Linked DNA regions of Mus musculus: regions 1, 2, 3, 5, 6 and 7 are each linked to region 4. The links are chromatin contacts, called in public Hi-C, HiChIP or PLAC-seq and promoter capture Hi-C maps. All regions are on one chromosome and are shown on one strand. Each heading gives the region's core, a stretch centred on a gene start, on an enhancer-like site or on the middle of the called end of the contact. The rest is flanking DNA. Distances are from core to core; before and after follow the strand shown.

Region 1 (3,451 bases), core at 200-2,699, 1.8 Mb after region 4:
CCTGTGTTCTCCCGTTTGTTTAGTTGTATTACATGTTGTCAAAGCAAGACAGAGAGATAGATCAACAACAACAACAGAACTGGAATTGAAAAGGTGAGGGAATCGCGGTGTGTGTGTTTGTTTATGTGTATATGTGTGTGTGTATTTGTATATGTGTATATGTGTGTGTGTGTTTGTGTAAAACACTAGATTTGAAGACTGACAACAGACATTAAATTATATCTGGTCTTTAAATCTGTGACTCTTTCATTATGAAATAATTGGGTAAGGATTGTCTACCAAAATTTTGAAGTAGCATACTTTAAAGTTTTTTTTAAAGTTTCTATTAAAAGTCTTCTACAAAAGGCTTTTTTTCTTAATTTTACTCTGCTACATTCTAGATTTAGTTAAAGCTTTTATTTCAGGGGGCAGGGCTTTGTGCAATTTTAGGTTTTATTTTTATTTTATATATTTTTTATTTTTTATAAATTTGTCTTTTGAAGTTTGTCGTTACTTGTTTTGCTATTAAATTATCTGATGAAAACAACTTTTATTTTATATTACTTTTCTTCATATTCATCCACTTAGCCTGCGTTTGGTGGCACAAGCAAGCCCATTATTAGAGGCTGAGACATTAGGATAGGGAGTGTGAGTCTATTATGGGCAAAATGAGAGTCTTGGGCCAGTCTTGTCTACACAAAAACAAATGAAAAGTAAATGTAGGCGATTATATTTAGGTATCAAGGGTGGTATACTCACATATACGTAAGACCCTATTTTCCATCCATGGAATGATGTGGATTTCTTTTTGGAGTATATGAGGTCAAAAGATTTAATAAGAGGCCCCTATCGTTGACTCTTACTCATTACACTTGATTTAAGTTGTCATATAATTTCACGCCAGTAGGTGTCAGTAGTGAGTAAAGGAAAAAAAAAATCACGTTTGTAAGCGAACGTTTGTGTTAAGACAATGTAAAAAATTAAGGTTGAAATGTATTATATGAGAAAAGGGTGAATTAAAAAGAAAGTGAGAATAATGTTAATATTATTAAGTGTCCAAAAAGAGACGGGGTCTCGCTATGTTGCCCAGGCTGGAGTGCAGTGGCTATTCACAGGCGCGATCCCACTACTGATCAGCACGGGAGTTTTGACCTGCTCCGTTTCCGACCTGGGCCGGTTCACCCCTCCTTAGGCAACCTGGTGGTCCCCCGCTCCCGGGAGGTCACCATATTGATGCCGAACTTAGTGCGGACACCCGATCGGCATAGCGCACTACAGCCCAGAACTCCTGGACTCAAGCGATCCTCCTGTCTCAGCCTCCCGAGTAGCTGGGACTACAGGCGTGCGCCACCGCGCCCGGCGAGCGCTGAGAGCGACGGGGAGATACTAGAGCTGCGGCGGGCCGTGACGTCACTCACTGTGCCCGCCCAGCCAGCCTTAGAAATGTCACTCAGAGCACGCGGACCAATGTTGTCGCACGGCGTACGCGTCACGTCTTAGCGTTGTATTCTGGGTAGCGTGTAGCTCCAAAAAACTTTGAAGAGCGCCTGCGCGAGCCGACTCGTTCCTTTCTCCTCGTTGGGCGTCTGAAGGCAAGATGGGTCACCAGCAGCTCTACTGGAGTCACCCACGGAAGTTCGGCCAGGGTTCCCGCTCTTGGTGAGGAGCGGGTTGTGGAGACCGCGGTTAGAGGGAAGGGCCATTGTTGGTGACTGGGTGTCGGAAATTCAAGGCCCGCGGGCGGCGCGCAGGGCGTTCGGTGCTGCCGTCGCCATTACGGGCTTAGCTAGGCCGGGCCGGGCGGGCCCTGCTGCGGGTGGTGGGGAAGCTGAGGAGTGCTGTACCTTACTGTGGCGGCTCCATTAAGGCCATCTCCTTGTCCTTCCTCCTCCCAGCCGCGTCTGCTCCAACCGCCACGGTCTGATCCGCAAATACGGGCTGAACATGTGCCGCCAGTGCTTCCGGCAGTACGCGAAGGACATAGGCTTCATTAAGGTACGCGCGGTTGGTCGCTGCCGTCCACGATGCACACAGCGGAGGGTTTTAAGAGTTCCAGAAGGGAAGGGTGAAGGGTTTAATGCCTGGTCAGATTTAGGTGTCAGGTGGGTAGGAGGTGGTGCAGTTTCTACATAGTAACTGAATATTCCTAACCCAATACGTGTCTTAAATTTCTGGCCCAGGATGTTTGATCATACTGGGAAGAGCTCTAGACTTCACACACCGAAACCTAAGTGAATCTAGTGAACACACTGCTATGTTTTAGCCAGGGTTTTGGCTTTTTATTTGTTCTAAGGTTGATGTCTCAAAAGTCTCCTTTTTTGGTCAAAACCACTGTATATATATTTCATCTGCTTTTTATTTGTACCAATTTTTTTAAAAAGTATTTTAACCGGGTTTCTCCGTAGCCCTGGCTGTCCTGGAACACAGATTCTCTGCTGGGATTAAAGGTGTGCATCACACCCAGCTGCGGGACCAGTTTTAAATAAACTTGTGTTTAATGGGCCTGCATGGTATTTGACACTGCTGAGGTGCAGCAGAGAGTTTTAAGCTCAGACTTACATTATTGATGAAATAGTTACTGTAAGCCTAGCCTTACAGTTTAGAGACTTGAATGACTCAAGTGTGTCAGGATCGGTCCCTCCTCCGTCTGGTCTAGGTTTTTTCGGGTTAAGATGAACTGCAGAAACGGGCTATTTAGTAACTCCGGAGTACATGACATGGTTAATGTAATTTTGTGTGGTCTTGTATCGGGGAATAACTAGGGGGAACCAGTGGAAATAAATGCCAGAATCACAGTCTAAGTAATAGACTCCGTTTTGTTTTTTTCTTTTCAGTTGGACTAAGCGACCTTGAATGGATTCGACTGACTACTACCAAGTGGAACCGATCATGCTAGTCTTTGTACACAAAGAATAAAAATGTGAAGAACTTTAATTCCTGTGTGTGTGTTTTGTTTAGAAAAGGGAAGCAAAAATGTAGAGTTGCAAGCTGAGGCAAAAATGAGTTTGAGGCAAGAGGAAACGGAACCAGGACAGTTAGAACCTCCCAAGTGATCTTGGGTGGCACAGGTTGGAGTGGTTTGGGTAGTTAATTAGGGGAAGGTCCAAGTAGTTAGGATCCCAAGGGTTTTGACTGGAGCAAGTGTAGAATTGCAGGACTGAAGACAGGTTTGCAGAGGAGTCAGTATTGATGAGCTTGGTTTTGAATGCCTGTCACAACCAGTACAGCTTTCTAGAAATGCTTGTTAAAATTGGAGTGCAGAAGAGCGGGAACTGAGTATAAAGGCTGTTATCTTCAGCTCTCTTCTGAGTGAGTATACTTAAAGACTTAGGAGTTTAGCAAAGCAGGATGAGGGTGGAGATCTAAGCAGGGTGTGGTTTGTGCTACTGATCCTAGCCTTCAGGGTGGAGGCAGGAGAAGCAAGAGTTGAAGGTTTTGCCTTCAGAAGTCCAGGTCAGCCTGGGCTACATGG
Region 2 (3,592 bases), core at 503-3,002, 1.8 Mb after region 4:
GGGCACTCTGGGTGGATGGCCTACATGTTTTCTTGTGATGCATACCACAGTCTCCAGCATGAAAAATCCTAGGAGCCTGAGGAACTAAGACTTTCCAGATTTTAGGAAGACAAGCTAGAGTCAAATACTGAAGAGTCCAGTCCCAGTTATAATCATCGTAAGTACAGAAAGTGTCCGTGCATTCGATAAGCTTCTGATATGCATCTCGGGTCAAGGCTAGCCCCATGTTGTGCTCTGTCGATTTCCAAGTTTTCACATCTACTTTGTCAGCAATGCCATAGAAACTCCGAATGGTGGTGTAGGTCCCTAGAGAGAGGACGTCACACCCAGGACACTCCTGCTGCTTCAGTTTCCACATCTTTTTGAAGACATGGTAAAAGTCTGGGGCTAAGTAGTGGTCCTCTTCCAGGAAGAGTATAAGGCCAGTGTAATCTTGAAGAACTTTGACTCTTTCCCATACAAAATGCAGCTTCCACCACCAATGGTGTTTGGTTTGTGAGAACTTGGCCTCTCTGTAATGGCCGAAGGAGTCAGGGTATTCGGCATTGATGCACCCCAACTTCAGAGCTGCATTCTTCTTTAGGTCTCTGGGGCAATCTCTAGGGTCACTACCCGGAAACTCATTCGGGTACAGCTGAATGCTGAACGGAAAGAACACTTGCAGAACCGGGCAGAAATCCACCCTGGAGATCAGACTGTTGATCTCTGCGGACCAGAAGTCATGGCTAAAGATGACTAGGACTTCCTGAATACCCTGGGCTTTGCGAAGCGAGTCTATCAGCAACCTGAGGTATTCCGGCCTGTTATGCACCTGGACCACCAGCACCAGCTCCCCGGGGCTCCAGGTGCCGTCATTACCGACGTTCCTCAGCATCTGATCGAAGTTCAACTGGTACACCAGGGACCGGTACCGCAGCGTTAGGTTGTCCACCTCCGGCCGCGGGACCGCGGGAACCAGAGGAGCGGCCGATTCGTTTGAGACCCTGCGGATGCCTACGGACACAGCAAGGTGGCCCGCACCCCGTACGGGCTCCGCGTCCAGCAGCGGCGGGCCAAGGGCGTCGCTCTTCCTTTGTCGCCCATTGCTACTCCAGAGGACGAAGCCGCAGGCGGCCACCACGAGCGTCAGGATTAGCACCTTCCGTTTGTAGATGCGGAACCTCATGGTCTCCAGGGCCCGGAGCGCGGGCGCGGAAAAGAAGCTGGCGGCCTCTGCACGGAAGGGGCGGGCGGGCGGCGCCGTCGCCTTGGCCTGCAGCCCTAGGAACTGGCCCCCGCGGCGGCCCTCGCTAACTCATCCCGGGCTCCGGCGTCCTGGGGCCCGAAGGCTCTCAACTGCCTCGCGCCGCCCGGGCTCCGCGCATCCTCTCTGGCAGTTGCAGCTCCGGCAGCCGCCCCGCCGCTACGAGCCGCGGCTCAACGTCGCCTCGGTCCTCTCCATTCAGCACCCGGGGGTCCCGGAAGAAGCCCCGCCGCGGTCGCCGACACCGTGATTCCTTTACCTGCGCTGCCCGTGGCTCTGCGTCCTCTGCGCGCTCATCCTTGCTCGCACGGCGGAACGGCGACACCGAACGCCGCAGCCTCGCCCCGCTCCGGCAGCGACCGCTCTGACAAGCCGCGACTGGCCTGCGAGCGCCCGGGCCCTCCGGCCCACACCCTCCGCCCCGCCCCGCCCCGCCGGGCGCTGATTGGCGCTTCTCAGAAGCCTCCGGAGGAGGCCGCTGCTTATTGGTTCGCATTCCCGTCGCTCAGGTTCAGTTCCGACTTCCGCTCTGTTCGTCCCTTTCCTGTTCGGCGCGTGCGGTTGAGTCGGGGATCGCGGCGGCCGGTCTCTCGGTAAGTCTGGAGCAGAGCGGTAGCTGCTTCCTTGGGGACCGCGGTCGCCTGGAAGCCGGAGCCGACCTAGCTCTTTGAGGCGTCGGAAAGGGGCAGGTGCTGCCCGCCGCGGCTTGAGGTCAGCCCGCGGCTCTCTCGGAAGAGACCGCTCCAGCATGGCGGCTCCCGGGCGGCGAGGCGTGCTGGCTGCTAACGACACGTCAGCCTTCGGGCCCGCTGGAGAGTGACGGTGCTTTAGAGGGGGTGAAGCCAAAACAGACTGACGTGGCTGGGGGGAAGGAACGAGCCCGGTTGTTGCAGAAACGACTATATTTCGTTGTAAGCCATTCGTAGCTAGAAAACGGAGGGAATTGCTGTGGGGTAGTCCGAGCAAAACTTCTCTACCCGGACGCCACTGCGTTGTCCTTGCAGTGAGACCTAAGAAATTGGACGCTGGTTTGGGGAGAACTGTAATGGCCACTCCAAGTGTCAGTTCCTTTGGACGCTAAGGCAGACCTCAACTAGCAATCCTCTGCCTCAGCCTCCCAGGACACACTCCATCAGGTCTGAGTTTTTAACTGTTAATGCCTCGTTTTAGTTTAAAAAAACAAAAAACAGTTTTTCTATAGGCTTGAAGTGGTAAGGATTGAACCCCGGTGTTTAAGCCAGTGCTCATCCACTCAGCTGCGTGTTGGCCTTTTATTCACGTGGGAAATGAGTACTTGGTGGGTTCACAAATTTTCGAACATTACTGTTTTTTTTTTATATGTTCCTACAAATTATACCTGTTTAAAACTTTCGAGTTTGAAGATCTTTAATGTCTGAAACTTTCTTACAGTTCTCATCGCAGACACTTCTACTGCAAACATGGTCAACGTACCAAAAACCCGAAGGACTTTCTGTAAGAAATGTGGCAAGCATCAGCCTCACAAAGTGACCCAGTATAAGAAGGGCAAGGATTCCCTGTATGCCCAAGGAAAGCGGCGCTACGATCGCAAGCAGAGTGGCTACGGTGGGCAGACAAAGCCAATCTTTCGAAAGAAGGCCAAAACCACAAAGAAGATTGTGCTCAGGCTTGAGTGTGTTGAGCCCAACTGCAGATCCAAGAGGATGCTGGCCATTAAGAGATGCAAGCATTTTGAACTGGGAGGCGACAAGAAGAGGAAGGGCCAAGTGATCCAGTTCTAAAACTTGTGTTCTCTGAGAGGAAAATACTGAAGCAGTAGAGAAATGACCTGCTAGAGAATAAAGTTACTGTTAATGATACCAAGCCTTGTGTTTTGATTCTCAGTAGGATTGCATATTTAGGGGGTTTTGTTTTCAAACATAATTTGAGTCTGGGTCTACCTCTGCCTCCTAAATACTAGAAGTACAGAATTGCACCATATCCTATTTCTAAGGTGCTGTGTTGGGTTGAACCCAGTGCTTTCTGCATGCTAGGCAAAGTGTGTACTAAGTGCCCTACAAGAAGTCATACAGATAAGCAGTAGCTACAGAATAATGGGCACAGAACATATGTGATGGTCATAGAATTCATTCCCCAGATCTGCTGACAAAGGTTTCATCCTTCCACTCAGAATGGCTTGGAGACTAACATTAAATTGGTCACTTGATTAGGTATTTTCAATTTATATGAAAATTATTATTTAATAATTGTTCATTATATTTTCAGACTTGTTGATGTTGGCTAATTTACCATGGACAGTGATACATGTTTGGTAACTCATTCAAAAAAATTCCATAAAAGGGAGGAGGGGAATAAAATTTGAATTTAAAT
Region 3 (3,577 bases), core at 383-2,882, 1.7 Mb after region 4:
AAGCCTACTGTCTGAGTTAGAGTTTTACCGCTGAGAACAGACACCATGACCTAGGCAACTCTTGTAAGGACAACATTTAATTGGAGCTGGCTTACAGGTTCAGAGGTTCAGTCCATTATCATCAAAGCAGGAGCATAGCAGTGTGCAAGCAGGCATGGGACAGGAGGAGCTGAGGGTTCTACATCTTGTTCTGAAAACAAATAGAAGACTGGCTTCCAGGGAGCTAAAAGGGTCTCATTGCCCACCCACACAGTGACACACTTCCTCCAACAAGGCCATACCTATAGTCCAACAAGGCCACACCTCCTAATAGTGCCCCTTCCTGGGCTAAGCATATTCAAGCCACCACAGCTGCTCCAGCACAACTGCACCACCTGAATCTCTCCAAACAGCGCCACCAACTGGGAACCAAGTGTTTACACACCAGAGCCTACGGGAGACATTTTTATTCAAACCACCACAGCTGGGATCTCTCTTTGTTGTCTAGTTTAACTTTTCAAAAGTTTTGAAATGCAAAATCAAGCAAATATACACATGCATTCTTTTTACTGTTTTCCTTTTCAGAAAGATCTTAAATATACGCCCCAGAGATAATTGCTTATACCGTTGTAGAAATCATTCAAGTTTTTGGCTTATTTGCCTCTCCCACTCCCACTAAGCCTCAGGTATCTTAGGCTTGCTTTGAACTTGCTGTGACATCAAAGATGGCCTTTGCCTCCTGAATCCTTGCACCTCCCCGTTCTGAGGCCTGGGATTATAGATCTGTGGTCTTATGCCCAGAGCTTTCTTGTGTCCTGTAAAGTTGCATGCTTATTTATAAACAGCCAATTGATTATTCATCTCAACAGCACAAGTATATGTGTGTGTGTGCGTTTGTGTGTGTGTGTGTGTGATGGATGGATGGATGGATTTTTATATAAGGTCTCACTGTGATTCACTGACTGGTCTGGAACTCATTCTCTAGAACAAGTTGCCCAGGTGTTTACAGAGATCCCCCTGCCTCTGCCTTCTGAGTTCTTGGATTAAAGGCATGTGCCATCACACTCAGCAAGAGGGAACATTTTAAGATGTGCTCTACTGAGTCTACTTGTAGGACTGAGAATAACGATTCAAGAGCAGCTCCACCGCACTGGCAATTCACCTCATACCAACCATTTATAATCTTGGGTTTGTTACTCCACCAGTAAAAAAAAAAAAAAAGAAGGTATGTCATGAAAAAAGTGGGACTGCTAAATGATGACAGCGGATCGTGGAGAGGCCCTCAACTAAAACTGGTCGGATGGGAGTGATCGAAAACGGTGAAAACACAGTATTTCCTGAGCATGTGTAGAACCGGGAAACAACGGCTCTACAACTCTCATAGCCCTGGAAGGGAAGACTCTGGGTGCAGGAAGCTTGGGTAGAGTCAGAGTAGAAGAGGGTAGCTGAGTGTCCGGGAAGCTGAGTGTTCAGAAAATGCTTTTGGGATAAAGGAAGCTTGTTCCCACTCTGACCACTCCTACTTCACTCCCTAGGCAGGGTCTGAGATTCCCAGAGGCCCTGCAGTTAGTAAGGCCAAAAAAATCCATTTCACCAGCCCAAGAATATAAGGGCGGGACAAGGGGTGTGTCTATTCCAGGAGGGGGCGGGGCGTCGGCGGTGGCGCCAAATCGCGAACATGGCGCCGGAGCGGCTGCGGAGCCGCACGGTCTCAGCTTTCAAGCTGCGGGGCTTGCTGCTCAGGAGGTGAGTCTCGAGGTAACCTGACCCGCCGCAATGCCCTATCTAGAACATTCTGTCATAAGAGGCGATGTCTCTCCGGTGCATTTGAGGCTGCAGAGCCTACCTGGGTTTCCGCGATCCTGGCGCCGGGTGCGAATGTTACTTCCAGGCTGGGCGGAGCTGCGCGCTGACGCCGAACTGAGCGGGGAAGTTGGGGGCGTGCTGGCTTCTGATCAACGGAGGTCCCCGCCTCTGCAGAATGGGAATCATTACAGTGTTACTTCTGGAAGTTACAGAGAGACGTGTCAGAGAAGGAGAGACATGGGTGAATCCATATGCGTGTCTGTTGGCGATTTATATTGTAGAGTATGAGTCTTCCAAACCCGTCTCTGTGTGGAATTTTCATTATTGCCTGGAGAAGTAAAATTTGGATAGATTTTAAACGTGTTTTTAGTTTGGCTTTTTTAGATTTCCTAGTTTACAATTTGCCCCCAAAGGAGGTTTTCCTGGCTGTAGTGTGTCTTTTCAGTCTTTAAAAATGAACATATCCAAGAAATCTCATATTACAATTTACATTTTATAATACACTTTCCGTTTAAGTACCTGCTGAGATCCGTATAGCTTTCTGAGTCAGAGTGTGAATGTTTTGTTTTCGTAACTGTGAACTTTATGAACCTTTTAGCTTTACGTTTTGCCCAGGAGTGTCCAAGGGTCAACCTGGGTCTACCCAGGGAGAAAGTGATGAATTTAATTTGGTTAATTCCTGACATTTGGAGAGAGGATTAATTGAGCAATAGCTTTTCCTTTCCTTTCCCTTAAAATGTACTATTATAAAGCTGTTGGAAGCTCATTAATTGATTCATTGAGATATACACTCAAGTCTTTTAGCCTCAAAGCACCGTGTGTGGAATTAAACGCCATGGGACTTTTCCTGTGGGAAGACAGTGTGTTATCTAGTGCTGTGTAGTAGATTACCCTCTGATTTAGAGACTCAATGGCACTCATGCCTGCATTCACTGTGGGCCAGCTATCCAGCACAACTTTAATCCCAGCACTCTGGAGGCAGAGGCAGGTGAATCTCTGTGAGTTCCAGGACAGCCAGGGCTATGCAGAGAAACTCTGTCTAGAAAATCAAACAAAAACTTAACTCAGAGTTTCGGCTTTGAGTCTCATACACTCCAGTCAGGACAGGGTCATCTCACATGTCCAGTGTACCCATCTCATTTAGATTTTTTTAAAAACGATTTATTTATTATTATATCTAAGTACACTGTAGTTGTCTTCAGACACACCAGAAGAGGGCATCAGATCTCATTGCGGATGGCTGTTAGCCACCATGTGGTTGCTGGGATTTGAACTCAGGACCTTCAGAAGAGCAGTCTGTGCTCTTAGCCACTGAGCCATCTCTCCAGCCCAATTTAGATTTTTTTTAAAAAGGTGTTTTACCAAGACCTGCTGCAGGGGTTTGTTGTTATTTTACCTGTTCACTTATTTTTTTAATGAACTGTTTCAAGCCTTGATACTTTAGAGGGCTACTTGAGGTTTTAGAGGGAGATATGAGTTTTCTGTTATGTTAGCTTTTTATAAAGCTTGAGTTGTATAAGATTTAAGTAAAAGTTTCCCCCTACCCCACCCTCCGCCCCCGAGAAATTCTTGGTCTCATCTTTTCTTTCTGTCACTAGTGAAGCCACCAAGTATCTGACTGAAGCTCTCCAGTCTGTCACTGAATTGGAGCTAGAGGAGAACCTAGGAAAGATCATCGATGCAGTTGAAAAGCAGCCCTGTAAGTAACATTTCCTGATGATGCTTAAATTGTTATAGCTTTGTGTCCTCTGATTTACATTTAAAAGGATACCGAGGCTCCATTATTAGCACA
Region 4 (3,467 bases), core at 940-3,439:
TCAATTCTCAGCACCCACACACATAGTGGTTCACAACCACTTCGATAGCTTCAATTCCAGGGGATCTGACACCCTCTTCTGGCTTTGGATAGACAACAGACACATATGTGGTGCAACATACATACACATAGAAATTTTTTAAAAAATTCACTCTGGCTTTGGGCTAAAACAAATGTAGACAAGTGTGGGTGTGGAGCTCAGATATTCCAAACAATGGTGGCTCTGACCACACAAAAGGAAAGGAAACAAGCTTTTAGGAGCACCATTAAATGTCAGACAGAACCATGGATCTAGGAGTGGAGCTTGTCTGGCAGCACAAACACTGTAGTTTAATCCCTAGGCATAAATGATGCTGTGTAAAAAACACACAGATTTGTTAATGGACAGCTCTTGGTGTAAAATAAAATAAAAAAAAAGACAACTAATGGACTTTCATTTGAACAACCAGAATTGAAATGTTCATTAAGCTGAAGACAACGGAAGATTGTCCATACAGAATTCAAAATTAAATAATAATCCTTTCTTGCTGCATATCTAAGCAATACGGATGGGTCCCAGCACTCATGAGGCTGACACAGAAAGATGCAGAGTTCTAGGCCAGTATGGCTCTATCTCAACCCCACCCCCTACAAACACACACACACACACACACACACTCACTATTTTCTTTAATTGAATATAGGATTTGGGGCTCAGTGCTTGCCTACTAGCTCTTGAGGCCCTCGGCTGGCCTTCCCAACTGCCCAGCAGTAGGGGTTAAAAAAAAGAAAACCAAATGGCCCAAAATGACTGACAAATACTGGTATTTACAATTCTTAGAAGACAGCCAGAAAACAAGCCTTCAACCGTGAAACTTCCTAAAACTCAGGGTTACTTTCATATTAAAATATTCCACATGGATTGACCACTGACAGAGGATAACATTACTACAACTGCAAAGCCAATTTGCTGAGACATATTATTGAGCACTTATCCCAAAAGTATTACATAGTATTAATATCTTGTAACCACTTAATTCTAAGCATAAGAACACAGTATGCGAGTTTAATTCTGAGCAGCAAATCTTATTTTGTTTGTGTGTGTGTGTGTGTGTGTGTGTGTGCGCGCGCGCGTGTTTTGTTTTAAAGACAGGGTCTCTTTACATAGTCCTGGCTGTCCTGGAACTCATTAAGTAGACCAGGCTGGCCTCGAACTCAGAGATCCTCCTACCTCTACCTCCCAAGTGCTAGGATTAAAGGGGTGCACCACACTTGGTGAGCATCAAAATAATGGGGGAAACAAGGATAACCAAGAAACGCATTATTCATTCATTACCTCTACTGCAAATAATCGAGACTGTTAAGTAGTTCTATATGGAGACAAAGGAAAGGTGGGGTAAATCGCTGCACACACTGGGTGTATTTAGCCCCAACAAATTAAAGTCCAGCTCGCAAATCCTCAATACTCCTTACAAATCGGAGGCGCTTAGGCCCATAGATAACCCTTTAAATGCTTACAGACTCGCTTAAAATAGCTTGTTCGCGAAAAGCAGAACGCAAAGGAAAGGCAAGGACTCATGAGATCCAGCCTTTCTTCTAGGTGGTGTCCCGTTTCCAGGGAACGTCCACTAACTAGGTTCCGTCCGGGAAGCCCGGGCAGGCCTGTGAGTCAGCAGCACCGCAGCACACAGCTCCGCAGCACCTGCATGGGCCGGCGGCGGCCGCACGACGCACTCGGCGATCCGGCCGAGGCATTGCGACCAGCAGGGGCTTGCAAGGGGCCGTTCGAGGGTCGAGCCGGGGAGCTCGCACTGCGGCAGGCCCGCGAGTCTCCACTTTCAGTTTCCTTAAGCATGAGACTAAAGTGACTCAGCACCCGGGGCTGTCGCTGCACGGGGGCGGACAGGACCGGCCCGAACCGCCGCGGGAGCCGGGGTCACCGAGACAGAGGCCGCGGGTCCCCAGGACTCGGGCAGCGCCGGGGATCCAGCGGCCCTCCGAGCCGCAGCCGGGCTTCCTCACTGCCTTCAACCCCGAACTGGAAGAGACGGCGCGGAGAGACTCACCCCAGTGCCGATGGAGCTCATGGTGCTGACCCGGCAGGCCGCGGAACGCTTCCAGGCCTCAAGCGCCGCTCCTACGCCGCACACGGCGCAGGCTAGTAACAGGCTCGCCCATTGGCTGCGCTCTCCACCAATAGCCTTTCCTCTTGCGGCTTGTTCCGTGGGCTGGGACGAAAACTGTAGGGGGAAAAAAAAAAAAAAAAAAAAGCAGAGAGCGCGCGTGCGCAGAAACCATAGAGGCGGTTCCCTGGAGAAGTTGCTACTGTGTCAACTGAAACTGGTATTGGAAGAGCTAAGGTCAGAGCCTAGTTCCTAATAGTCCTAAGTAGCTAATAATCCTAAGGAGGACAGGCTTGGGCACCTGTCCTCTGTAGCCCACACAGACAGGAATTCTTAAAAGTCGGGGAAGGAAAAACCCACCTTAGGAAAAGGAACAAAGCCGGGCGTGGTGGCGCATGCCTTTAATCCCAGCACTCGGGAGGCAGAGGCAGGCGGATTTCTGAGTTCGAGGCCAGCCTGGTCTACAAAGTGAGTTCCAGGACAGCCAGGACTACACAGAGAAACCCTGTCTCAAAAACACCAAAAAAAAAAAAAAAAAAAAAAAAAAAAAAGGAAAAGGAACAAAAGGAGGCAATTGACCCCCCCATCCTCCGACCAAGTTCATCATCAGAGTCCGAACATGACGTTTGGTTCAACTGCTGTGCATAACTAAGCAGCCTCGGTCAAGGTGTGATACCTTTTCCATCATGGTTTCAACTTTAGCCTCTCCTGCAAGGTGGTGTGAAATCTATGTGTGAGAGAAAGCTGTCCCTCTGGCTGGAACCAGGCAGGCTTCAGCCTTCTTTCACCCAGCATGTAATTCCTGGAGAAGTTCCAGTTTCTTGGAGTCTTATCAAAAAGAGGAGCACAAGAGCTTCTTTAGAATATCTTCATTCCTACTAGGAAGATTATGAGACTTAGCGTTAGGAAAGGCTAAGGTGGCTTGGGGGACTCCAGTTGCTCGGCTCATTCTAACAACTATCAGGTTATGATCTTAAGTATTAAGTGGAGGGAGGGCAACAGATAAATCAAAGGAGTGGGCATGGAACCTGACCTAGTGGTGGGTGGATTTTAAATCCCAATTGTAAATACAACGTTAGAAATATTTTTATTTAAAAAAATATATCTGAGCCGAGCGTGGTGGCACACGCCTTTAATCCCAGTACTCGGGAGGCAGAGGCAGGCGGATTTCTGAGTTCGAGGTCAATCTGGTCTACAAAGTGAGTTCCAGGACAGCCAGGGCTATACAGAAAAACCCTGTCTCAAAAAAACAAAATAAATAAATATCTGGAGACTTTTATTTTATATAGCTAGAAAATATTTTCCAGCAGGGTGATGCAGAAGGCAGGGACGGGAGGCCAGCTTGCAATATAAGAGCCCTGTCTAA
Region 5 (3,716 bases), core at 471-2,970, 1.2 Mb after region 4:
GTGAGTGGCTATCTGGAGGCATGGACATTTAAAGCTCTCTCTTAGTCTAGTGATTAAGGAAAGGTTGAGCCAGGAAGTCTGCATGGGACTGACCTAGGCACATATGTTATACTTGTGTAGCTTGGTTTTCTTTTTTTTTTTTTTTTGTTTTTTTTTTTTTTAAGATTTATTTATTTATTTATTTATTTATTATATGTAAGTACACTGTAGCTGTCTTCAGACACTCCAGAAGAGGGGAGTCAGATCTCGTTATGGATGGTTGTGAGCCACCATGTGGTTGCTGGGATTTGAACTCAGGACCTTCGGAAGAGCAGTCGGGTGCTCTTACCCACTGAGCCATCTCACCAGCCCGTAGCTTGGTTTTCAAGTGGGATAAGCAGGAGCCCGCCTTTGGGACCCTTTTCTCCTACTGGGCTGCCCTGTCTAGCTTCAAGAGGAGAGAATGTGTCTAGTCTTATGCAACGTCACATACAGTGGCTGGTTGATATCCATAGGAGGCTGCCCCTTTTCCTAAGTGGGTGGGTGGGGGTGGGGTCGATAGTGAGAAGAAGGCTACAGCGCTTTGGATGCCTGCTTTTAAAAATTTGGCAAGAATTTGAGGTTGGGCCAGGACTGGGAAGTAGGCTCAAGATGAACACAGCTGAGGACAGAGTTATTTTGTATTTTGATGGGTCTTGATAAGACTCTGAATACAACTATCATGGCACCTTTGTTTAGGCTTTGTTCCTTAACTCTGTTTATGACTTAGGACTGACCTTATTCTTTGCATGTACTTAGAATTGTATAAAAGCAGACTGACTGGAGGAAAAATAACCTTGCTTCAACCTCAGAACGGGCTAGGGTTATGTTAATAGTACTGTCTAATTGTCTTTTTCTTTTCAATTTTTTCATCCCTCCCTGGAGAACCTGTTGACTGAGCTGGCTTAGTCAGGAAGGCCTGAGAGAAGGAAGGGGAAGCTGGGGCAGAGATGTAAATTAATAAAGAAAAGTTTGGGGCTAGAGAGATGGCTCTATGGTTAAGACTGTTAACTGGTCTTACCTGAGGGCCTAGATTCCCAGCACCCACATGGCAGCTCAGAATTTCCAGTTCCAGGCGATCCTGTACTCCCCTTTCTGGTCTCACAAACTCCTGCACATACCTGTTGCAATAAGCTCGCATAGGCACATATACAAGTCAATAATAGAAACCAAAAAAACAACACTAAATGACGACAGAGACCGAGCCGTCTACTTTCATCCAGCGCCTAGCTCAGCGCCCGATATTTACAAGCTGAGTCAGTGGTTGAATGAACAACCAACCAGGAGCCCCATGAAGGGCCCAGAAACCTGCGGGCAATCAGCAGGGTAGTGACAGGGAGCGGCAGGAGGTGGCTTAGTCCCCAGCTCCCGGGCCACAGCGTCGCCAACCGACCAGGAGGCGTGGCCGAAGGAGAGGCCGCAGGAGCCAGGGGTCACCCCGACATGCCCAGCCTTCTCTGGCGGAACAGCGCCGGCGTCCAGTCAAGCCTGTGCGGGCGGAGGTCCCGGAGAGTGGAACCACCACCCGGTCCCCGCCTTCGCCCTAGCTCCTCTTACTCACGGCGTGCTGCGTCCCTGCGCCTGGCCGGCCCTTCGCCCTCGGTCTTTTCCTTCCACGGCGCTCGCTCATTGGCCAGCGGAGACCACGCCCACGTCAGGCAAACGCGCGTGTTTCATTGGCTCTCGTCTGGGGGCGGGGCTGGAGAGCGGCGCGCTTCACCCTTAGAGTCCGTTCAGGTTGCGGGTGCTGGGGTGGAGGGAGGGGAGGTGGCGCAGGCCATGTGGCCGACCCTGCGCTACGTAGGCGGTGTCTGCGGACTGGCCCGGTACTGCGTGGCTGGGGGCTTCCTCCGCGCAAGTGGACCGGCGTCCGGGGTGCCCGGGCTACTGTGCGGGGGTGGCCGCAGAAGCTCCAGCACCAGGTAAGTGAGAGGCGGCGGCCTGCACTTGCTGTTCCGCTCAGGGATCTCCAACTGAACCTGTCTGTGTCCCCCGACTCGATGTCTCTGTCCCCGGCGAGGAAGTCCTGATTCTGTGGTCCAGCCTCGAATCCCAGGAGCTGCTGACCCGCAGGGTTCGTCCACTGCGTTTGTGCGCCATAGGAAAGGCAGTGTTGAGTTGAGGTCCGGAGCTAATCTGGCTCCGAATACACAACTCCTCTCCATTTCTTAACCACTCTAAAGGGTGACTGGTGACTAGGATCCTAGTCTGGCCCCTAGGTGGTCACTTTGAAGATTAAAAGACCTAGCACACTGCCAATAAGTATGCAGCTTCTTAACTATCATCCCCTGTGTTGCTTGGAAAATCCAGAACTTGGCTTCTGTGGGTCAGTTCCTTGCACACACTAGAGTTGTCCTCACTAGAAGCAACTCAGTTGCCTACTGTGAGCTGCCTAGGAAAGCTGGCAAATACAGTGTTCGGTGTGAAAGCTTTAAGGGCGGGGTGGAGGGGTGGGGGTGGGGGAGCTTTTGATTGTTTGAGACAAGGTAGACCATGCGAATGGATTTAGTGGCAGACCGAGGTGTGGCACGACCCTGGAGAGGGGCAGTGTTTTTGTTTAAGACGCGTTTAAAGCATGTTAAACGGTACTGGTTTGTTTTCCTTTGGCTGTCCTATGACTCCGGTGTAGATCAGGCTGGCCTCTAATGCCTCAAGCTATCAACCTGCCACTCCTTTCCTAGTGCAGGAATTAAAGGCACGTGCCACCCAACCTGCGCCACCTTAACTTTTGAGACTGGATCTCTCCCAATTTCTCTCCCTCTCCCTGTCCCCCTCCCTTTTTCCCTCCCCCTCCGTGTGTGTGTGTGTGTGTGTGTGTGTGTGTGTGTGTTTCTATCTGTCACTTGCTTTTTCCACATGGGGTCTCTCTTTGTATCCTGGCTATCTTGTTGACCAGGCTGTCCTTGAACTCAGAGATCTTCAGTGTCTGCAGGGATTAAAGGTGTTTGCCTCCACTGCCTCGGGGCAGGAGAGGGATGGGGTGGGGGATAGGGTCTCTTGAGGTGATTGGTTGGTTGCTCAGTAAGCACGAGGGATCTGCCTGTCTCCCTGCCCCTGATCCCAAGGTTACATGGGTTGAACAAGGAATGCCCTTACATAAAGGTGCTTTGGGTACAAACTCAAGTCCTCACTTGTATGGCAAGCACTTTGCCAATTAACCATTTTCTTATCCCAGTTTTTAAAATACTGATTATTTTGAAACAATTGTAGACCTATAGAAAGTTGCAAAAATTATAGAATGGTTTTATGTCACCTTCCTCCTGTCCCACCATTTGCCTTGGTGTTAATGTTGATACAATGCACACATTCAGGTTTTACCAAATTTATGTGCATTCTGTGTTCTGTGTATAGCTCTATACAGTTTAATCATATTTTGTGTAATCTCAGTTTGGGCATAGAAATGCTCTATTGTGGGCCTGGACACGGGTGCCCTCTAAGGTGTCAGGGCCCGGTTATTAGTGAGCTTTTGAGGATCACCAAAGACGAGCCCTGACAGCTGCCCACAGCTCTGCCAGACACTGGGCTATAGCAGCTGCCCTGGTAGCAACATGAATGAACAGTATCTGCCAAGTGCTGGCTTTCTAATAGTCAGCAGTGATACCAGCCAAAAAGTAAGGTTTAGGGACTTTCCTGGATCCTGTAACTGTGGACTAGGTCTTTGCTGGATTTGGTCTGTGTTCCCATTTTGGCAGGTTTGG
Region 6 (3,474 bases), core at 660-3,159, 1.2 Mb after region 4:
ACTGGGGAAGAGAGAGGTGTTGGCGCCAAAAAATTTCCATAAGTCTCTTAGAATCCTGAAGCGAGAACACATCTATAGGGAAGGTTAAAAGTCAAATTCATATTAAAACCATTAGAAGCCATTAACCATCTATTTTAATAGCTAAATCCGCTGGTGAGATGGCTCAGCAGTTAAGAGAGCTGACTGCTCTTCCATAGGTCCTGAGTTCAAATCCCAGCAACCACATGGTAGCTCACAACCATCCGTAATGAGACCTGACGCCCTCTTCTGGAGTGTCTGAAGACAGCTACAGTGTACTTACATGTAATAATAGATAAATAAATATTTTTAAAAAATAGTTAAAGCCAAAAGGACCGCAAGGATGCCGGGCACTGGGGACATTGCAGGTGGGAAGGTAAAATGGAAAAGATAAGCTCAATGTGCAGAGGTCTCCCGCTAAGGATTTCCCCAAGAAAAATGAAGACCTGGCTTCACAGAAAGCACCATGCACGGCGTCTATAGCGGCTTCATGTATAATCACCCCACACTGGAAACAATCCAAATATCCTTCAACCAGGATTGAATAAACAAATAAATACCAGTCAGTACGTTCATACAACAGAACGCTACCCGGCAATAAACAGGAAGACACTGCTGCTAAATGCAAGATGTGTGTGGCTCTCAGATGTATTCTGTGAAGTGAGAATCTGACTCAATAAAAGCTGTGCACTGTATGTTTCCATGTACGCGATATTCTGGGCAAGGCAAAGCTATCGAGAAGACAAAAGTCAAAAAGAGTAGGCATTCACATTTGCACATGATTTCTGGGGAGGGTCCCAGACCACCACGAGTCTATTCTAGTAACTCATTATACCTCTACCCTTTGCCAGGCAGCCGTCACGCTCGGTATGCCCAGACCCAGCTTCCTCTTGAGCTCTGTGTACATTTGCATCGCACGTTCCTTGCCCCGGGTTGGCCAGGTTTCACATCGTGCGTTTTCTCTGCTGTAGCCCTGCCGCCAGCACACAAGCACCTCGGCGCCTAGCATAGGGGATGGAAGGGCTGACAAAATGTAGAGGCTGTCTGTGCGATCCTTATTTCAAGATTTCCTGCATCCATCAACTGCCACTGTCACTGTACTGAAACAGGTTCAATAAGAAGGTGATTGGGGAAAGAGTCAAGGCAATCAAAGCAGGCTCTGCACCGCCAAGACCCCACTACATGGGAGGGAAGGCCATCCTGCCTCCCTCTATTGCCTCACTCTCTCTCATTCATTTTTCGAAGCTGCAGCACCGAGCAATTGCTGTCCTCCGGGGTTCACAGGCGAGGAACGGACACCAAGGAGTGGACGTAATAAGGTATGGACCTGGTCACCCTAGCCCGAGCAGGCTGCTAGGACAGCCTGGGAGCAGGCGTTCTCCCTGCAAACTCTCCATGCTGTGATTTCCACGATTTAAACCCTCTGGACCTGCAGCGCGGGGTCAGGGACCCGGCCAAGTGGCTGCGGGTACAGCAGGGCGGAGGGCGGCCCCGCCCAACCGGCGCGGTTCCCATGGGGATCGCAGCAGTCACCCAGCCGAGCTGCAGGCTGCTGTGCTAGAGCTGGGCCGAGAGGCGCCTCAGGAGTCAGGGTGGGAGGTCCCCACAGTCCCTGCAGTTCCCGCAGTCCCCACGGGCCCGGTTGCCCAGCCGGTGTCCTCTTCCGGAGGGAATTGAGACCCGAAACTAGAACCGGGGAAGCCCTTCGCCTTCCTGGTGCTCCAGCCAGCTCAAGTGTCTTAGATCGTATGAACCATAACGTTAAAAAGATAGATTATCTTACAGCTCGGCTCGTTTTTGGATGCTGGCTACATCTTTAGCTCGAGGGAATGAAACAGACAACTGAAATTAGGTCACCCATGGCAGCCACCTGTAGACTCCCAGCCTTGACCGCGATGTCATTGCTGGGTGGGGGTGGAGTCCACACCTGGCTGATCCTTATTCTTTAACTCGCGCCTTGTTTTCTCTAGATCGCGGACGACAGCCCTTACTTGATGAGGCTCGAGAGAGGTCAGTTCATAAACGACCTTTAAAAACTATATGAAAATCCGTTCTCAAGAAGACTTGCTCCTCCTCTGTAATGGAAAAATATGAAAAAATTGGAAAGATTGGAGAAGGCTCCTATGGGGTAGTGTTCAAGTGCAGAAACAGGGACACGGGTCAGATCGTGGCCATCAAGAGGTTTCTGGAAACCGAAGATGACCCTGTCATAAAGAAAATCGCCCTTCGAGAAATCCGCATGCTCAAGGTAGCTAATTTGCTTTTTCTGTGCTAGATAGATGCTCTGGGCTGAGGCTCTGCCCTCTTCCCACACAGCCTTTGTCTTCAATGGCACAAATCAGAGTCTGTGCGCAGAGAACGGATTATGTAAGAGTAAGAAGGTGGACAGGAGAGGTGTGGGGCTCTCTTGGCGTCAACTGCAGACAGTCTTTTCACGGGTCTCTAAGAAGCAGAATTTAAAACAACTCGACTTTGCTAGAGTTTTTGAGTTTTGAGCTTCCAGCTTGTTTTCATTTTGTATTTTTAACCCATTGTCCTGTTTTCTTGGGCTATATATGCATCTGTATATGTGTGTTCATGTGTGCGCGCATAAATGTGTGTGTGTGTGTGTGTGTGTGTGTGTGTGTGTGTGTGGCATTTGGAAGCCAAAGGTTAACACTAGCCATCTTCTTCAACCATTTTCCCCCTTGTATATGGATACAGTGTCTCACTAGGATTGCTAGCCAGTGCTCTCCAGGATCTAGTACTGGGATTGCAGGTGGACAGCTGCCCTCGGGCAGCATTTATTGTGAGTGTTGGAATCTAAGCTTAGGTCCTTGGACAAAGGTGTTCATTACAAGACAAAAGTGTGTTCCCTCTTATTCTGGAAAGAGGCTTCTCTGAATTTCTCAGAGGCAATGCAGCTGCTACTGCAGGATGAGGCAGGCCATGGATGGCTCCCATGGGGAATCAACTGTGCTTCAGAAAGTGTGGCCTCGGTGTTCTGTCCAGACCCTGGCCAAGTGTATGAGTGGATGATGCTCTCAGAAGGGGTGAACTCAAATGTTTGTGCCGGTTCCCAGCTGGGGTCCTCTGCCTACTCTCCTCCACACAGCCAGTGTTGCACTCTGCTCTCGTGAGCCACTGACCATGTCCACTTTCTCAGTAGAAGCTGATAGCTGCCTTACTCTTTATTTAGCATCATCATTGTCAATATTATTACTACTTTGTGGTGTTAAGGATTGAACCCAGAGACTTTATCAAATTAACAAAACCTTCTCTCACCGAGGCACATTCCCAGTCTTCAATGGGTTGATTTACTCAATAATAATAGTAATAATAATAATAATAATAATAGGCTAGAAAGATGGCTCAGTGCATAAATGTGCTCACCACCAAACTGATAGCCTCAATTTGATCCCTTGGTCCTACATGATAGGAGAGAATCGATTCCCCCAAGTTGTCCTCTGACCTCCA
Region 7 (3,596 bases), core at 314-2,813, 1.6 Mb after region 4:
CTGGAAGCTTGGTGCCAGGTGTAGCGGTGAAAGCCTTTAAAAATCAGAAATGCTATTGTTCTTGAGAGAAACCAGTTTCACTCATGAAGAAGCTATCATAAGAAGAAGCCTGGCGCGTGCACCCCTGCTGCTTCCGTCTCACCTCGGAACTGCCCCCTCTCTTTCCATGTGCTTCCCTCAAGATGCTGGAATGTAGCAGGGGGGCTGCCCTTGTTAGATTGAAATAGATGTGGCTACTCAGTTTCAGAGTTCCAGCTGCTAAAACTGTGAACTTTGTACATTGTTTAACTGTTGGTATTTTGTTACAACAATAGAAACTAGATTAACACATTTGCCAACATTAAAGGTTTATGATCTATCTGGGCATGATAGTATGTACCTGCAATTCCAATACCAATGAGGCTGGAATCAGAGGGAGACTGAGGACAGCCTGGCTTATAGGGTGAGTTTAGACTAACCTTGACTATATAGCATGCCCTGTCTCAAAAGCAGAGTAATTACAAAAATCCTTATGTTTTTAGATATACAAATTTGACACTTTCCCTGCTTTCTTTTGCTTTTTTGGTCACCCATTCTAAGAACTTATAGCGATGTGAATGCTAATGACTTTAAACTTTTAAATACATGTTTCACTGATTTTAAAATTCCTCCAGTTTCTAAATGTGTTGGTAATTTCAGCACTCAAAAAGGCAGAGACAAGAAAATTCAGAGTTCTAAGGTGTCCTGGGCTACATAGAAAGACCCTGTATCAAAAATGACCATGACAACCACCCCCCCACACACACACACCTTCCACTGTCCAAAACTAGTAGATTTTTGTTCTTAGTTTTAGATTTGTTTATTACTAACATTAGAACTTTTAAAAAGAAAAATTTAGACGAATTAACTATCGTATATTTGAACCCTGAATAATTTATGTATGAATTGGTAGCATGCAGAACTTGAAGCAGTTTAGAGAACGCTGGGGTGTGGGAGGAGAACTTTTTCTCCTTCTCCCATGGGAACTCTTACTTTATTTTTATCTGACATCTTTACTTAGTGAATTTTTGAGTATTTGAGGTGCCAAGAATTTATGAAACTCGGGCTATATAGAACCCCACCCCATTCAACTTGAATGAGAATTCTACAGTATGCCGCAGAATCCTATTTCGGAGAGTAGTACCCAGCAAAATAGGAACCCATCTCTACGGCTTGTCAGAGTCAGGGAAAACCAACCGTTGGTTTTTGTCTAGTCTCAAATTCGCGTTTAGAAAGACCCCTTGCTCTTCCATCCTGAGCGATAGCGCCTTCCTGGGGCAACTGATTAATGGTTAATGACCTACAGGATCCTAATGGAGACCCATTTTAATCCCCAAACAAGGGGACGGGATTAACCCGGTCATTGTTCAAGGAAAGGACGCAGTTTCGAGAAGGTAGTTAGTTCTATGTCGAGTTTTTTTTACACAGTGAAAAAAATAATTGATCATGATTTGACAACAAACTTCGGTTAAATAGCGCACTTTCACTATAAGTAATATTGGGTCATTTGGGTTGCCGTAGACACAAGCCAAGCGCTCATGCGCAGAAGCATAGTGGTCCTGCGTCGGCTCAGTCCCTGAAAGGACTGCGGTAGCGACACGCAGCCTAGCCATGAAGAGCCGGTTCAGCACGGTTGACCTCCGCGCAGTGCTCGCGGAACTGAATGCGAGGTATGGTGGTGGGAGTGGACAGGCTCGTTCACAGCAGAGGGAGCGGAGGCCGGGCACCGGGTGGTCGCGAGACGGAGAGCCTCACGGTCGTCCCGGTGCCTCGGGGATTCTCTAGGCCTGGGGGCCGAGCCCGGGGCCGGTGCCCCCGGGAGACACCCCCCCCCCCCCCCCCCCCGGGGACCGTGCCTGATGCTGCATCTCCCTGGCGCTGATTCCGAGAGGTCTTGCCGGGGTGGCCTGAGTCCCGCAGCGAGCGTTTGGTAGAACGGGAGTGATCGTCTTTGCTCCAGACTGGCGGCCTGGCTTCTTCAGAATTCCCGTCCTTCTTCCCAAAGAGAAGTAGCAGGGCCTTCCAGCTGAAATGGGCAGATTTGGACCTGTGTCCTGGACTTGTCGCCTATTCAGCTGTGTGAGCTTTGTCGCATTTTCGGGGACTCGGCTACTTCCTCCGCTCCGAATAAGTCATTTAGACTTAATTTTACTGTATTTACACCCCCCACCCCACCCCAGCACTAGTAGTCTGGTGTTACTGAGATCAACAGGCCACTTTTGTGCTTAAAAGTCTACATTTAATTTGAGGATACCTTTATAGGCGGTGGAGGTATCTTAGCGGAAGAGTTCCTTTTCCACAACACCAATAAATGATGGAAAGTTTTGCTTCAACCAAGAACAATGATTTGTTATATGTTTCTTTTTTTTTCAGCTTGCTAGGAATGAGAGTAAACAACGTTTATGATGTGGATAACAAGACATATCTTATTCGGCTTCAAAAGTAAGAATATTTTATAAGATTGTTTTTGGTAAATTATGATATATATATATATATATATATCCTGCATTTTAGGTTTTGTTTTTTTAAATTCAGAGAATAAGTTTTGGCAAATTCCCTAAAGAAAAATTTGGCTTTCTCTTGAACAGACCTGATTTTAAAGCTACACTGTTACTTGAGTCTGGTATACGTATTCATACAACAGAATTTGAGTGGCCTAAGAACATGATGCCGTCGAGTTTTGCCATGAAGGTAAATTTTAAGTTTGGAGCTAATTTTTAAAACTCCATTTATCTATCTATTTATCATGTATGTATGTATGTGTGTGTGTGTGTGTGTCTGTGTAGGTGGAAACAACAAACAGGTACAACTTGGGGCTCTCAAGTGAATGTCAGAAGACAACCTGGGGGGGAGTCAGTTTTGCTGTGAGATGAGGGGTCAGGGGTAAGATCCAACTTAAATCCCCAGACTTGATCCATGTGCCTTAATCTGCTGACCTGGAACTTGCTTCATTGTTGTTGTTGTTGTTGTTGTTGATCCATGTGCCTTAATCTGCTGACCTGGAACTTGCTTCATTGTTGTTGTTGTTGTTGTTGTTGTTTGTTGTTGTTGTTGTTGTTTCGTTGTTGTTGTTGTTGTTTCATTGTTGTTGTTGTTTGAAACAGAGTTTGCCTGTGTAGCCTTGGCTGTCCTAGAAATCTCTCTGTAGACCATGTTGGCCTCAAACTCAAGAGATGGGCCTACCTCTGCCTCCCAAGTACCAGAACTAAAGGAGTGTGGCTTGGAACTTGATACAGAGCAGACTGATCTCATATTTAGGATGATCTTTCTTCTTGTGCTAGACTTGTAGTACTTTGCCATCATCTCTTCTCAAAGAATGTTGAGCTGGGTATGGTAGTTCACACCTATGACACCAGCATTCAGGGGACTGAGGTAAGGTTAGTTAGCCTGGGCTACTGAGTGACATTTTGCCTTAAAAAATAGTAACCAATAACAGCAAACTCTTGGCACTTTTATGAGTTAAGTGTATTTGTTTACTTAAATGGTAAGGTTTTTTTGCAGTATGATAAGTCAATAGCTGCTCTGGTTCTTGTATTTGCTATTATCTAAAAAATAGAATACAAAAATAACTATTTCAG

The links. Promoter capture Hi-C pulls out the DNA fragments that hold promoters and counts their contacts. A called contact is a pair of places that touch in the nucleus more often than the background predicts. HiChIP or PLAC-seq counts read pairs in DNA pulled down with a chosen protein or histone mark.
Region 1: a contact with region 4 is called in a Hi-C map of B cells, with 12 read pairs. The contact joins the promoter of Rps29 here to the promoter of Psma3 in region 4. A contact is called at or near these places in 1 of 39 promoter capture datasets (embryonic stem cells), 1 of 484 Hi-C or Micro-C datasets (B cells), 1 of 115 datasets of contacts at active chromatin or transcription factors (large pre-B cells) and 1 of 9 other capture datasets (liver).
Region 2: a promoter capture Hi-C map of pre-B cells shows a contact between it and region 4, with 8 times the contacts expected there. The contact joins the promoter of Rpl36al here to the promoter of Psma3 in region 4. A contact is called at or near these places in 3 of 39 promoter capture datasets (the C10 cell line, cranial neural crest and pre-B cells), 5 of 484 Hi-C or Micro-C datasets (B cells, CD4 T cells, Th1 cells and 1 more), 6 of 115 datasets of contacts at active chromatin or transcription factors (astrocytes, embryonic stem cells, large pre-B cells and 3 more) and 3 of 9 other capture datasets (adipose tissue, liver and macrophages).
Region 3: a Hi-C map of B cells shows a contact between it and region 4, with 6 read pairs. The contact joins the promoter of Pole2 here to the promoter of Psma3 in region 4. A contact is called at or near these places in 1 of 39 promoter capture datasets (cranial neural crest), 1 of 484 Hi-C or Micro-C datasets (B cells) and 1 of 115 datasets of contacts at active chromatin or transcription factors (large pre-B cells).
Region 5: a contact with region 4 is called in a promoter capture Hi-C map of liver, with 2.4 times the contacts expected there. The contact joins the promoter of L2hgdh here to the promoter of Psma3 in region 4. A contact is called at or near these places in 3 of 39 promoter capture datasets (hematopoietic stem and progenitor cells and liver), 3 of 115 datasets of contacts at active chromatin or transcription factors (the 230-238 cell line, embryonic stem cells and large pre-B cells) and 1 of 9 other capture datasets (liver).
Region 6: a contact with region 4 is called in a promoter capture Hi-C map of hippocampal neurons, with 2.6 times the contacts expected there. The contact joins the promoter of 4930512B01Rik here to the promoter of Psma3 in region 4. A contact is called at or near these places in 2 of 39 promoter capture datasets (erythroid cells and hippocampal neurons) and 1 of 115 datasets of contacts at active chromatin or transcription factors (large pre-B cells).
Region 7: a contact with region 4 is called in an H3K27ac HiChIP or PLAC-seq map of embryonic stem cells, with 5 times the contacts expected there. The contact joins the promoter of Nemf here to the promoter of Psma3 in region 4. A contact is called at or near these places in 5 of 39 promoter capture datasets (the C10 cell line, cranial neural crest, embryonic stem cells and 2 more), 4 of 484 Hi-C or Micro-C datasets (B cells and embryonic stem cells), 5 of 115 datasets of contacts at active chromatin or transcription factors (astrocytes, embryonic stem cells and pro-B cells) and 3 of 9 other capture datasets (adipose tissue, liver and macrophages).

Annotation. Positions count from the first base shown.
Region 1 is chr12:69,157,184-69,160,634 of GRCm38.p6, reverse strand. Rps29 (ribosomal protein S29) reads left to right here and starts at 1,449. Exons shown (of 3, transcript NM_009093.2): 1 at 1,449-1,638; 2 at 1,875-1,974; 3 at 2,814-2,913. The coding sequence starts at 1,577. The coding sequence ends at 2,822. It also overlaps Rn7s1.
Region 2 is chr12:69,182,227-69,185,818 of GRCm38.p6, reverse strand. Rpl36al (ribosomal protein L36A-like) reads left to right here and starts at 1,752. Exons shown (of 2, transcript NM_025589.4): 1 at 1,752-1,836; 2 at 2,654-3,085. The coding sequence starts at 2,683. The coding sequence ends at 3,003. Mgat2 (mannoside acetylglucosaminyltransferase 2) reads right to left here and starts at 1,661. Exons shown (of 1, transcript NM_146035.2): 1 at 1-1,661. The coding sequence starts at 1,165.
Region 3 is chr12:69,226,245-69,229,821 of GRCm38.p6, reverse strand. Pole2 (polymerase (DNA directed), epsilon 2 (p59 subunit)) reads left to right here and starts at 1,632. Exons shown (of 19, transcript NM_011133.2): 1 at 1,632-1,725; 2 at 3,384-3,484. The coding sequence starts at 1,658. It also overlaps a transcript of Klhdc1 not described here.
Region 4 is chr12:70,973,345-70,976,811 of GRCm38.p6, reverse strand. Psma3 (proteasome subunit alpha 3) reads right to left here and starts at 2,189. Exons shown (of 11, transcript NM_011184.5): 1 at 2,045-2,189. The coding sequence starts at 2,065.
Region 5 is chr12:69,722,878-69,726,593 of GRCm38.p6, reverse strand. L2hgdh (L-2-hydroxyglutarate dehydrogenase) reads left to right here and starts at 1,720. Exons shown (of 10, transcript NM_145443.2): 1 at 1,720-1,940. The coding sequence starts at 1,798. Dmac2l (distal membrane arm assembly complex 2 like) reads right to left here and starts at 1,649. Exons shown (of 5, transcript NM_026536.2): 1 at 1,580-1,649.
Region 6 is chr12:69,788,779-69,792,252 of GRCm38.p6, reverse strand. It overlaps 4930512B01Rik (RIKEN cDNA 4930512B01 gene), which reads right to left and starts at 1,909. Exons shown (of 8, transcript NR_033573.1): 1 at 1,802-1,909. It overlaps Cdkl1 (cyclin-dependent kinase-like 1 (CDC2-related kinase)), which reads left to right and starts at 1,546. Exons shown (of 10, transcript NM_183294.2): 1 at 1,546-1,610; 2 at 1,989-2,266. The coding sequence starts at 2,099.
Region 7 is chr12:69,355,143-69,358,738 of GRCm38.p6, reverse strand. It overlaps Nemf (nuclear export mediator factor), which reads left to right and starts at 1,563. Exons shown (of 33, transcript NM_025441.3): 1 at 1,563-1,688; 2 at 2,392-2,460; 3 at 2,607-2,709. The coding sequence starts at 1,630.